Linked DNA regions of Mus musculus: region 1 is linked to region 2. The links are chromatin contacts, called in public HiChIP or PLAC-seq maps. All regions are on one chromosome and are shown on one strand. The core of a region is the stretch at or near the end of the contact, and the rest is flanking DNA. Distances in the headings are between cores, read along the strand shown.

What was found. HiChIP or PLAC-seq counts read pairs in DNA pulled down with a chosen protein or histone mark.
Region 1: a contact with region 2 is called in an H3K4me3 HiChIP or PLAC-seq map of embryonic stem cells, with 2.9 times the contacts expected there. The contact joins the promoter of Upk3b here to the promoter of Sh2b2 in region 2. A contact is called at or near these places in 3 of 39 promoter capture datasets (the SN4741 cell line, embryonic stem cells and pre-B cells), 2 of 15 datasets of contacts at CTCF or cohesin (the G1E-ER4 cell line and embryonic stem cells), 13 of 484 Hi-C or Micro-C datasets (the Ba/F3 cell line, CD8 T cells, the G1E-ER4 cell line and 5 more), 3 of 115 datasets of contacts at active chromatin or transcription factors (embryonic stem cells and pancreatic cancer cells) and 4 of 9 other capture datasets (adipose tissue, embryonic stem cells, liver and 1 more).

What each region holds. Positions count from the first base shown.
Region 1 is chr5:136,034,944-136,040,731 of GRCm38.p6, reverse strand. Upk3b (uroplakin 3B) reads right to left here and starts at 2,236. Exons shown (of 6, transcript NM_175309.4): 1 at 1,846-2,236; 2 at 1,541-1,690; 3 at 493-718. The coding sequence starts at 1,930.
Region 2 is chr5:136,240,915-136,246,369 of GRCm38.p6, reverse strand. It overlaps Sh2b2 (SH2B adaptor protein 2), which reads left to right and starts at 1,430. Exons shown (of 9, transcript NM_018825.4): 1 at 1,430-1,741. It overlaps Gm30408 (a long non-coding RNA gene), which reads right to left and starts at 935. Exons shown (of 4, transcript XR_868600.2): 1 at 753-935.

The DNA.
Region 1 (5,788 bases), core at 987-3,486, 210 kb after region 2:
GCTGGGATGGAACGGAGGGCTTCATACACAGAGACTAAACGCCTACCAACGGAGCTACATCCCCAGCCAGCTGCCGATCTTTTGTTTTAAGGTCTTAAGTAGTAGCTTATCTCAAATTCATTATGTACCTGCACCTGGCCTTGAACTCATGAACCTCCTTCCTCTGTCTCCAGTGCTGAGATCACATGAGTATGTCACTGCGATCAGCAAATTGAAAGATCTTTTGGGGGAAAGTTTTCAGTCAGCAATAATAATAAGTTTTCAGTCAGCGATTCAATAATCGCCTCATTGGCTATGACACCACTGCACAGAGCTGTCCGGTCTTTTTGAAACCTCACTATGCAAAGAAAGGAAACTGTGGCTAACAAAGGGGTGGAGCTATAGCTGGCCCTCATTCAGAAGAAGGGGGCAGGGTCTGAATCTTAGTCCAAGAAGTCCCACCTCCTTCCCTGAAGACACCCAATCCCAGGGCAGGGGCTCCTGACAACCCACCTGTAAGGGCCCTGGCTGGGGAGGGGGGCGTTGCAATAGGGTCGCTGGTAACAGCCAAAATCATTGCCCACCCGAAGCACGGGGACACCTCCACTGCCACCGGTCAGGTCCTCACATGGCAGCTGATCCAGGGACAGGGGTAATGTCATATAGTGGCCGTCAGTCAGCAGCTGTGGGAAGGTCGGGATCTTAGCAGCAGTCTGTGGGTTCTGAAAGTCCCTGGAGGCTGGAGGAAAAAGGGACAGATAGAGGCAAGAGCAGGCTGTGGCCCTGTTAGGTCTATTAATAAGATAGGCGCTTGTGGCCAAATCTGCCGACCTACGTTTGATCCCCAGGACCCACAGGTTGGAAGGAGAGACCTGACTCCCTCAAGCTGTCCTCTGAATTGCCCACGATCACGTCTGGACTGCTACATACAATAAATAAGCAAGTGCAAGACAGTTATTTTAAAGGAATAGAGAGCAGCGGACTGCTTCTGTCCCAGGAAGCGATCTGCAGAGGGCGTGACCCCACTTCCCCAGGTGACATAATGGGTCTCGATCCCCATCGGGGCTCCAACAACTCAGGATCACACATGAGATATTTACATTAAAAATTCGTATTGGTAGCAAAATTACAGTTATGAAATAGCAATGAAATAATTTTTTTGTTGGGGTGGGGGTCACCACAGCATGAGGAACTGCGTTGAAGGGGCGTCAGCATTAGGAAGGTTGTACTTGCCTAGCAATGCATAAACCCTGGCCTCTATCCCTGGTACCACATGGACTGGCATGGTTGTGCATGCCCACCGTCCCAGCAATTGGAAGGTGGAGGCAGTAAGCTCAGAAGTTTAAGGTCACCTGGGCTACAGCAGACCCTGTCTCAAAAAAAAAAAAAAAAAAAGGACAGGCTTTGCCCACCTTGTGCTCAACACATCCCTGGCTAATCTAATCTACAGTCCTGACCCTCACACCCAGAGACAAGGTCAATGTTACCATCCACCCAGATCCTCGGGTATCTCTTCTCAGCCCATGCCCTCACCCCAAGACCCCAAGTCCTCAGCACGCACCATTGCTGAAAGCCACCACTAGCCAGATGGTGTCCTTAGTTGAGACATGCTCATCAAAGACGCACCGAGGCTGCTCCAGAGAGAATGTAGTGGCTGTGATCTTCCCTTCCAGGTCCCAGGCTGTTATCTGCGGCACGTAGGCAATCAGGTCTATAGCCATGGGGGACAAAGGTGAGAATCGAGATAAGCACTGCTGTTCTGTGGGGCTCCCCCTCCCCTCCCCGATTCTCTCGGTCCAGGAGGTGTAATAGGTTCCCAGAACCCTAGGTTTGGCTAAGGGCATCCATTGCAAGAGCTCCACTCACCTAGACTCAGGCTTTGGGGGAGCCACACGAGCACCAGGAGAAGCAGGGGCGGCGGAGGGTGAGGCTGCCACCGCGTTCGCACCATGACTGCCACAGCACTTGATCAGGCCTGACCAGGCTTAGGGGCTGGTCCTGTCTCACCCCACCTCCGACACCTCTGGCCTACAGTTGCTGGTCACTTGGACTGCCAGGAGAACAGGAAAGACCTGAACCTATGAGCTCACCCCTCCCTGCTCCCAGCCCACCCCAGGGAGGGGCTCAGTGGGCTCCTGAACAGGGGCCCCACTCCAGAACTAAGGGAGAGGAGCCATTTAGGGTTGGCCTTCACGTGACCCCCCAGTCACCTCCATCCCAAAGCTGATGTCTAAATTGTGGTACCACCTTACTCCCTGGCCCTGGGAGGGAGACTCCCCTCCTCTATCTGGGCCCAGAACCACATGCCTAGGATTCCTGAACTCTGGGTGCCAGGAGCCACCCTCTGGCCATCCATCCTTATCCAGGAAGTGAGGAGAGGGGAGAGCCTGTGTGGTAGGCTGGCCCTGACCTAGTCCAGCCCCAAAGCAGCTCCCAGACACTGCCTGCCCTCCATGTAGCCTGTGCCCAAGGAGATATGTCTTCCCCAGCTCGGAATGTCCGTTCCTTCTCCAGTGGAAGCACTAGTCCTCCGAAAGGACGGGACAGCCTTTGGTGACTGACAAACATTTTGTTTATACAAACCCTACAAGTCCTTTTTGTTTGTTTGTTTTGTTTTGTTTTGTCGAGACAGAGTTTCTCTGTGTAGCCTTGGCTGTCCTGGAACTCACTTTGTAGACCAGGCTGGCCTCGAACTCAGAAATCTGCCTGCCTCTGTCTCCTGAGTGCTAACCCTACGAGTCTTATTCTATGTCGTTTTAAGTTTGTTTGTCTGTTTTTGAGACAGGTTCCCATGTAGTACAGACTAGCCTCAAACTCACTATATAACAGAAGATGACTTTTGAACTCTTTTTTTTTTTTTTCTTTTTTCCTTTTTTGGTTTTTCCAGACAGGGTTTCTCTGTGTAGCCCCGACTGTCCTGGAACTCACTCTGTAGACCAGGCTGGCCTTGAACTCAAAGGTCCACCTGCCTCTGCCTCCCAAATGTTGGGATTAAAGGCGTGTGTCTCTCTCTGCCTGGCAGTCTTTGAACTTTTGATGCCCCTGTGATCACAGATAGGCACTGCTAGCTTCTGCAAGCAACCTGGCAACCAAACACACACACACACACACACACACACACACACACACACACACACACACCCGCTATAAGACCCACAGACCAGTGACCCTGTGTGTGTGTATGCTTTTCAAACAGATCTTGCTAAGAATCTCTGGCCAACTAGGAATTCTTGCTGTGTAGTCCAGGCTGGCCTTGAACTCATGATCTTCTTGCCACCTTTTTCCAAATTCTGGGATTCATGTGTGCACTACTACAGCAGCATGAATGTGCCTTTTTTGTTTGTTATTGAAGACCTGGTTGGTACACAGTTCCTTGCATCCATGCTGATGTAGTCACCTTTCCATTGCTATGACAAAACACCATGCCCAAGGCGACTTATAAAAGAAGCATTTAGTTGGGCTTGCTGTTTGGAGGGTTAGAGTCCATGATGGTGGAGCAATGGCGTGGCAGTAGAAATACGCAAAAGCTCACATACTGATCCTCAAGTAGGAGATAGAAAGAAAACACTGGAAATGGCTTTAAAAACTCCAAAGTCCACCCCTAGTGACACACTTTCTCCAACAAGGCCACACCTCCTAACCCTTCCCAAACAGTTCTACCAAATAGGGACCAAGTATTCAAACATATGAGCCTATGGGGGAATTCTCATTCAAACTAACACACATACACACACACACACACACACACACACACACACACACACACACACACACACGCCTCCAACCCCTCCCTGGGGGATTCTAGTCAGGGGCTCTACCACTGAGCCTCACCCCAGCCCCTCCCTGGGGGATTCTAGGCAGGGGCTCTACCACTGAGCCACACCCTTAGCCCCTCACTGGGGGACTCTAGGCAAACACTACTGCTGAGTCACCCCTGAGCTGTTCATTAGGGTATTCCAGGCAAATTCTCTACAGCCCTAGGTTGGTGGTTTTCAGTATTTTCATAAGATTCACACTAGGGATAGCCCCTCAATAAGAGAACAATTGTCTGGCATTCATATGACCCTGGGTGTAGTCCCCTAACTACAAAAATAAATTAATTCAATTAAAAAGAAAGAAAAGATATTTATAAAGGTGTATGGCCATCAGTGCTAATGCCAAATCCCTTTCATTATCCCAAAGGGGAAGACTGCCTTAAACAGTTGATCCTTGGTCCTCCCCACTCCTCCACTGACTCCAGATCTACCTTCTGTCTCTCTGTACTTTGACTATAATGGACAGCTTACAGCAGTGGGTTTTACTGTTGGGCTGAGGGACTAAAAACTGAACGCAGGACTTAGAGCACACCAGGCAAACATTCCTTATAGCTCTAATCCCGGTCCTCTATTTTTTTCTATTTTTATTTTTTAGTGTTGGGGAATTTAGAGCTTTGCATTTGCTGGGCAAGCACTCTACCATTGGGCTAAATCCTCATGCTCAAAGAACAGCCACAAACCTTAAGACAAAAATGTCCACCGCGAATTGGACCCAGGTTTCTCTGGCATATTAGGGGGTGACAGTCCCACCCCTCTCCTTCCTCTTTAAATTTTAAAGCAGGGTTTCTTTGAACTGGCCACGCTGGGCTGTAAACTCACTCTGTTACCCAAGCATGACCTTGAACTTGCATCCCTCCTGCCACAGCCTTAGAGAACACAGAGCTCAGCTCGTGGACCTGCACACCCAGGCCTGACTTGCTCTTGGATTACTCTGTTATTGTCCATTCCACATCTTTGTGTGCATGGGAGGAAGGGTCTGTGCCTTGGTGTATGCGTCGGGGTGAGAGGGCAGCTTGCAGTCCTTACTGTCTCTCTTTTCACAATGTAGGTCCTGGAGATCGAACTAGGGTCATCAGGCTTGGTGACAAGAGCACCTATCCAAGAACTTACTTTGTAGACCAGGCTGGCTTCCAACTCACAGAGATCTGCCTGCCTCTGCCTCAAGAATGGCTGGGATTAAAGGCCTGTGCCAACCATGCCCCATTTGCTCAGTATCTTAATTAGGGTTTTTATTGCTATGAGAAAACACCAAGACCAAAGGCAGCTCCTGGAGGAAAAGGTTATTTCAGCTTACATCTCAGGTCACACTCCATCATTGAGAGGACAGGGCAGAAATTCAAGGCAGGAACTGAAATAGAAGCCACTTTGCACCTGATGGCTGCATCCTGCTTTCTTATACAGCCCCAGACCACCCACCAGGGGCTGCACTGCCCACAGTGGGCTAGGTCTCAAGCCACACTTGCCCACAGGTCAATCTGGTGGCTGTTTCCTCAATTTGAGGTTCCCTCTTGCCAAAAGTATCTAGCTTTTGTCAGATTGACAAAACAATATAAACACGGCAACCAAAAACCTAATCAGGACACCCAGGCTGCCTCCTGCTTGGGACTGGGACCCAGGACCCACTGCCTCCTGGACCTCTGATGGGCAAATGGCCTCGCTTCTTCATCTGGCATCTTTGCAGAGTTGAGACATGAGTGGCTCACTTTTTAGGATGAATGTACTATCACGTGGTTTTTTTATGGGCTGTTTCTACTTTGTGACTATTAGGTACAATTGCTACACATATTTGCATACAACTTTTGTGCTGGCATATTCTCGTAAAACAACTCTCTGTCGATCCCTGGGAATAAAACTCACCAGTCATGTGAGTTTTTGAGGAACTGATCCCAATGTGGCAATGTTTTACATACCCAGGAGCAATGGGTAAATGCCCAAATTACCCACCCAGTACTTCAGCAGTTATTTTTGCTGTGTTGGGTTTGTATTTGGTTTAT
Region 2 (5,455 bases), core at 181-2,680:
ACTACCCTTCCTGACTGGGAACCTCCTGGTTCACAGCCACATGAGTTCAATCAATGGCTGGATTCCAGCCTAAACTTTCATTAAGTGTTTGCTGGCCAGGTCTAGAGACAGGGCAGCTGCTGGTCCCTGTGTGGCTGAGAAGAAACAGGTACCCAGGCAGGCCTCAACAGAGGTCTGGCTGGTTTCGGTGGCCCCCAGCAAGTTCCCATGTGCTCAGCACACCCCATCTCTCCAATGTCAGCCCAGTTCCCCCAGCCCCATGCCACCCCTGCTGCTTCCTGGAAAATAATCAGTGAATCTGATTTCCTGTGAGTGAAAGGACTTTACAAAGGTCAGAGGCCACCCCGTGTGGGAGGAGGGCAGCAGATGGAGGCACTCCAGGCAGATCACAGCCTGAGGTCAACACAGACAGAAGTCTCCCTGAAATGGGGAGCAAGGAGGAGAGGAGAGCAGGCCCAAGGGACCATATCCACTGCAGAAGCCACAGGCCTCACCTCTGAGCATCCCCTCACACACCTGTGGGGTTTTGTCGTTTTTTTCGTTTTTTGGCTTTTTGAGACAGTATGTACCCTAGGCTGGTCTCAAACTATTGCTTCCCTCCTCCGTCCGAAGCGCGTTGGGATTATGGGCATGTGTCAACCCCATCTGACTCCTCCCCGCGCCTCTAGTCACCAGGTTATTCCATCTCCTCTGGTCTCTTTACCCCTCGGGATGCCCTAGAGCGCCACCAGAGAAGTCAGGCCAGGCAATACCTAGTTCTGGTTCTGTCGCCAACCCAGAGTGAGGACTTCGCAGAATCCTGGACGACCTCAGACACCTCTCCTGGTGGGACCAGAGTAAAGCTGAGTGGGGAGGACCTGTGTGTAGGAGCTCTTCCCCAGATCCGAAATCCTGGGCGGTTTCCCGCACCCCGAGGGCAGGAGGAAGACAGGGGGCGTGGCTCTGGGCTCCTGGATGTTGAGAACCAGACAGACATTTCCTTGGTTGCGACATCTGGACCTCCTCGAGGCTTCCATTGTCCTCTGGCGGAGGGTCGGCCTACAGCGCCCGCCCCTGTCTGACTCTCAGTAACCCAGAGACATTTATAGGGTGTCCACGCCCGGGGTGACCCATCACGTAGAACATCCTCCAATCCTGCCCTTGGGGGCCACCACCCTGGGCTTCGGGAGACGCTCCCACACGAGAGGGATTCCTTCGACTGGCAACGAGACCTGGGCACCCGGGTCTTTCTGCTCAGCCACTGTCCGGAGGAAGACAGAGCGGTTAGCCGGCGCCACTGGGGCTCCGGAGAGAGAGCCGGGGTTGGGGGTTGGGGAAGGACTTGGGAGCGTGGCTAGTGGCTCGCGCCGCGTGGGCGGGGGGTGCGGCAAAGGAGGGGCCTGAAGCGGGGGGGCGTGTTGGGGCGGGGCTAGTGGTGGGGCGGGGCCCAGAGGCGCGCGCTGCTCAGGCAAGGAGGAGGGCCAGGGGCGCGCGGCGCGCGAGTCTGGGATCGGAGCGCGCGGAGCTCGGGAGCCTGAAGAGGGAGAGAACCTCAAGGGGGCCGCACCAGGACCGCCAAGACCGCCTCGCAAGCTGCAGGCCAGGGAAGCGGGAGCCACCCCCGCTGCCGCCGCCACCGGCCACCAAGGGCGGAGCTACGGCCCGGAGGGCCATGCGCCACCGGGTCCGGGGATCCCAGCCGCGGTCCGGGCAGCGCTCCTCCGGCGCCCCAGCCCGCGCGGCCGAAGCTGCGCGCCTGTAGGTACGGCCTGCTTGTTCTCAGCTCCCTGTCCCCACGGTCCTTTACTCTACCCGGTGCCCAGCTGTCCCCGAGGGTGTGTGTGTGTGTGTGTGTGTGTGTGTGTGTGTGTGTGTGTGTGATGAGGTGTGTGGTGTGTGCTCACCGCCTCCCCGGGAAGCGCGGTCGCACGCGCCCGGGTCCGAGCGTGTCTTTGTGTGCACCGGTGGGAGGGAGGAGGACGCGCGACAGAGGGGGATGAACCCCTCTGGGATCGGATCCTAGACCCACTGCCCAGGAGAAGTGGAGAGTAACGGGAAGCTGAGGTGGGAGAAAGAAGCCACCTCTGGAGCAGCTGAGCCCCTTTCCCCTCATCAGACCCTGGCTGGTTGGAGGGGCGAGCGCAGCTGGTCCTCTACAGGAAGGGATCCGATGCTGGGGGGAGGGGACGTTCAGGTCTCTTCCAGGGTCTGGGAGGAGGTGGGTCAACACAGCATGAGGGTGATGGCTACACGCTGGGGTCTCGCTGGGCCACAGTGACCCCGTGGGGACACTCTCTTTCCGGCCCAGGCCCTCTTTCCCACGGCCACTATTCGTGACCCGCCCACTCTGGAGCTCCGGAGCAGCCCCGGGTTTGAGAGGAGGATCGCCGAGGGTGACAGGCCGGCGCCTTTAAGAAGGGGCGGGTTAGTGCCCTCCATTCAGCCCCTTCGGCCTAGGCCATTGATGAACCTGTGAGCTGCGCGTGTAGGAAACGCGCCAGGGCTGCGGGCCGGAGCCAGGCAGAGGCTGGGACGCGCCAGGGCTTTCCTACCCTTCCACCCTCGCATAGAGTCCCTCAGTGGAGTCTTTGAGGTCAGAAGTCTGCAGTGATCGGACAGTCGCAGGGTATCCCCCAAAGAGGCTGTGAACGTGGGTAAACCAGAGTCTAGTTCACCAGAGGTGATGTAGGGGGTGGGGCTGTCAGACCAGTGTTGAGCTTCATCTCTGCCCCTTTGTGGAATTTTTAAAAATTTTTGCTTGTTTATTTATGAGTGTGTGTGTGTGTGTGTGTGTGTGTGTGTGTGTGTGTGTGAGTGTGTGAGGACAACTTTCGAGAGTCAGTTCTTTCTTTACATGGGTTCTGGGGACCGAACTCAGGTCATCAGGCTTGGCGCACGTCTTGTTACCACTGAGCCATCTCATCAACCTGATCTCTGTCTGCCCCCTGAGCTGAATTACCTCGTGTGCCAAATAAGTGTTTCTGCCAGGGGATCTGATGGAATTGCTCCTCTTGGGGAGCACCCTTCCTACTTGGGCAGTCACCCCCCAGATAAGTGGTTCCCCCAGGAGGCTGTAAGGAACGGGGAATCTGAAACCGCTACACTGTATCACCTTCAATATATATCTTTTGATTTCCAAGATGTCTGGGGGGGAAAAAATCTTTCAAAATCCCATTCGGCTAGTGTGAGGCATCATGGTTTTGTTTGCTTAGTTGTTGTTGTTTGAGACAGTCTCACTATGGCCTGAAACTCTCTATGTAGACCAGGCTTGAAGTGAGAGAGATTTCTGCCTGTATTTAATTGATTCTTTTTTTTTCCATTTTTTATTAGGTATTTAGCTCATTTACATTTCCAATGCTATACATATTTAATTGATTCTTAAATTATATTTATTCCTGTTGGTGGTGGTGGTGGGAGTGGTGTGTGTGTGATGTGTGTGGGCACATATGCCTCCGAGCACATGCAAAGATCTGTGGACTTTTCGGTCTCTCTTTCCACCTTTATGTGGGGCTCCAGGGGTGAGCTCACAAGGTGAGATGGTGAGCGCCTTCCCCTGCTAAGTAGGCTGCTTCACCAGCCTGAGGCAGGGTGGGTTTCATGGGGCAGGGCCACAGAGCCAGAGTTTGCCAGCTACTGCTTTCTTGAACCCATCTCCCTTAGTCTCGGTAAGGACTACACATGCTCCTGGAAGGAGTGACCCTCGGTAGTGAGGACTGTGGGTGATCCGGAACTGAGCAGTTTTGGGGAGTAGAGAGTTAATGCTCACACTTTCTTTCCCCCAGTTGTGAAGAAACTCTTCCCAAAGCTTCTTAGTCCCTCTTACCTACTTACTAGGAGTCCCCAAGGAAGACATGGAACACACACCCAGGGAAGAGGGGGAGGGAAGGAGGATGGGAGGGAGGGAGGGGGAGGGGAGAGGGAGAGGAGTGCTGAAGGTAAGGGACAGCTAGCCAGTGGAGTCTCTGCCTCCCAGGGCTAACTAACTTGATCTCAGCTGACCTGTGCCAAACTCTGAGCATTGTCACAAAACAAATTTAGGGGACGTAGAATGATTTGCCCAAAGTCACTCAGTCCCCAGATCAGAGACTCCCAAGCCACTTCCCCTGGGCAAGAGCTTAAGCTCTGATGTTGTTGTTGTTGTTGTAATTTTTGTTGTTGTTGTTGTTGTAATTTTTATAACATTTATTTGTGTGTGTGTGTTACGGGCATGCCCTGCTGTGGCATACATGTGGACATCAGAAGACAACTTTGGAAGTCAGCTTTCTCCTTCCACCATGTGGGTCCTGGGGATGCCACTAGGGTCATCAGACTTGGTGGCAAACACCTTTACCTACGAAGTCATTTTAATAGCCCTTGGTTTTTTTTTTGTTTTGTTTTGTTTTGTTTTGTTTTTGTTTTGAGTCAGGGTTTCTCTGTGTAGCCCTGTCTATCCTGGAACTCACTTTGTAGACCAGGCTGCCCTAGTACTCCCAGAGATCCTCCTGCCTCTGCCTCCTGAGTGCTGGGATCAACGGTGTGCACTGCTATCACCAGCTGGTGTTCTTATTTGTTTCGAGATAAGAGCCTTGTGCAGCCCTGAACATCTCCCTCTGTTACCAAGGCTGAACTCCAGGAGCTCATGACTCCACCTCCTAACTGTTGGGGTGTGCACTGCCACGCCCAAAGCTGATTCTTATTTCTCGCATGGTCCCCTGAACCCTGGCAAAGTATAAGGGAGGGTTTTCAGGTGTCGTGAACCTCCAGGCTGCAGTCCCCATGGGGGGAGATTTAATTAGTCTTCGAGCCTGCCTCGCTGTCTGTCTCTGACTGTCCATGTGGGGTTACAGGGGCTGCCACAGACCCAGCTTCTAATGGAGTCTCTTTCGATCTCACCTAACTGCGTCTTTTTACGGCTGTGTTCTGTCCCCAGGGACGGCAAGTGTATCCTCGGTATGAATTCAAGCCCACACCTTTCTGGGCACTGTGAGCAGGGCATGGCTGTGTGGGAGTGTGTTGTTTTTCTTCCTCTGGGTGAAGTAGGTTGGGGTGCAGGTGCTTCTCAGCCCTCTGATGATAGGGAGCAAGTCATCTGTAGTCACAGTCTGGTGGCGGAGAGGGCACAAACCACAGGTGTTATAACAGCAAGGGGAGAAGTGGCTCTCCAGTTCCCTGCAGGCATCAGGCAGATTAATTAGCATCTGCAGCACCCAGAACTGAAGAGGTCACAGGAGGGAGGCCTCAGGAATCATTCATACTGTGTGTCAGGAAAAGCACACATTCACACACACACACACACACACACACACACAACAGAGCAGCTAGGGACATGGCTCAGTTGTTAGAGTGCTTGCCACAGGTATGAGGAGCTGAGACACACCCATCCCTAGAAACCTTACCCTGATATGCATGCCTGGAACCCAAGATCTGGGGAAGGGGAGACTGAAGGATCCCTGGGGCTTGCTGGCCAGCCAACCAGGCCCTCTCACAAAAAAATAAA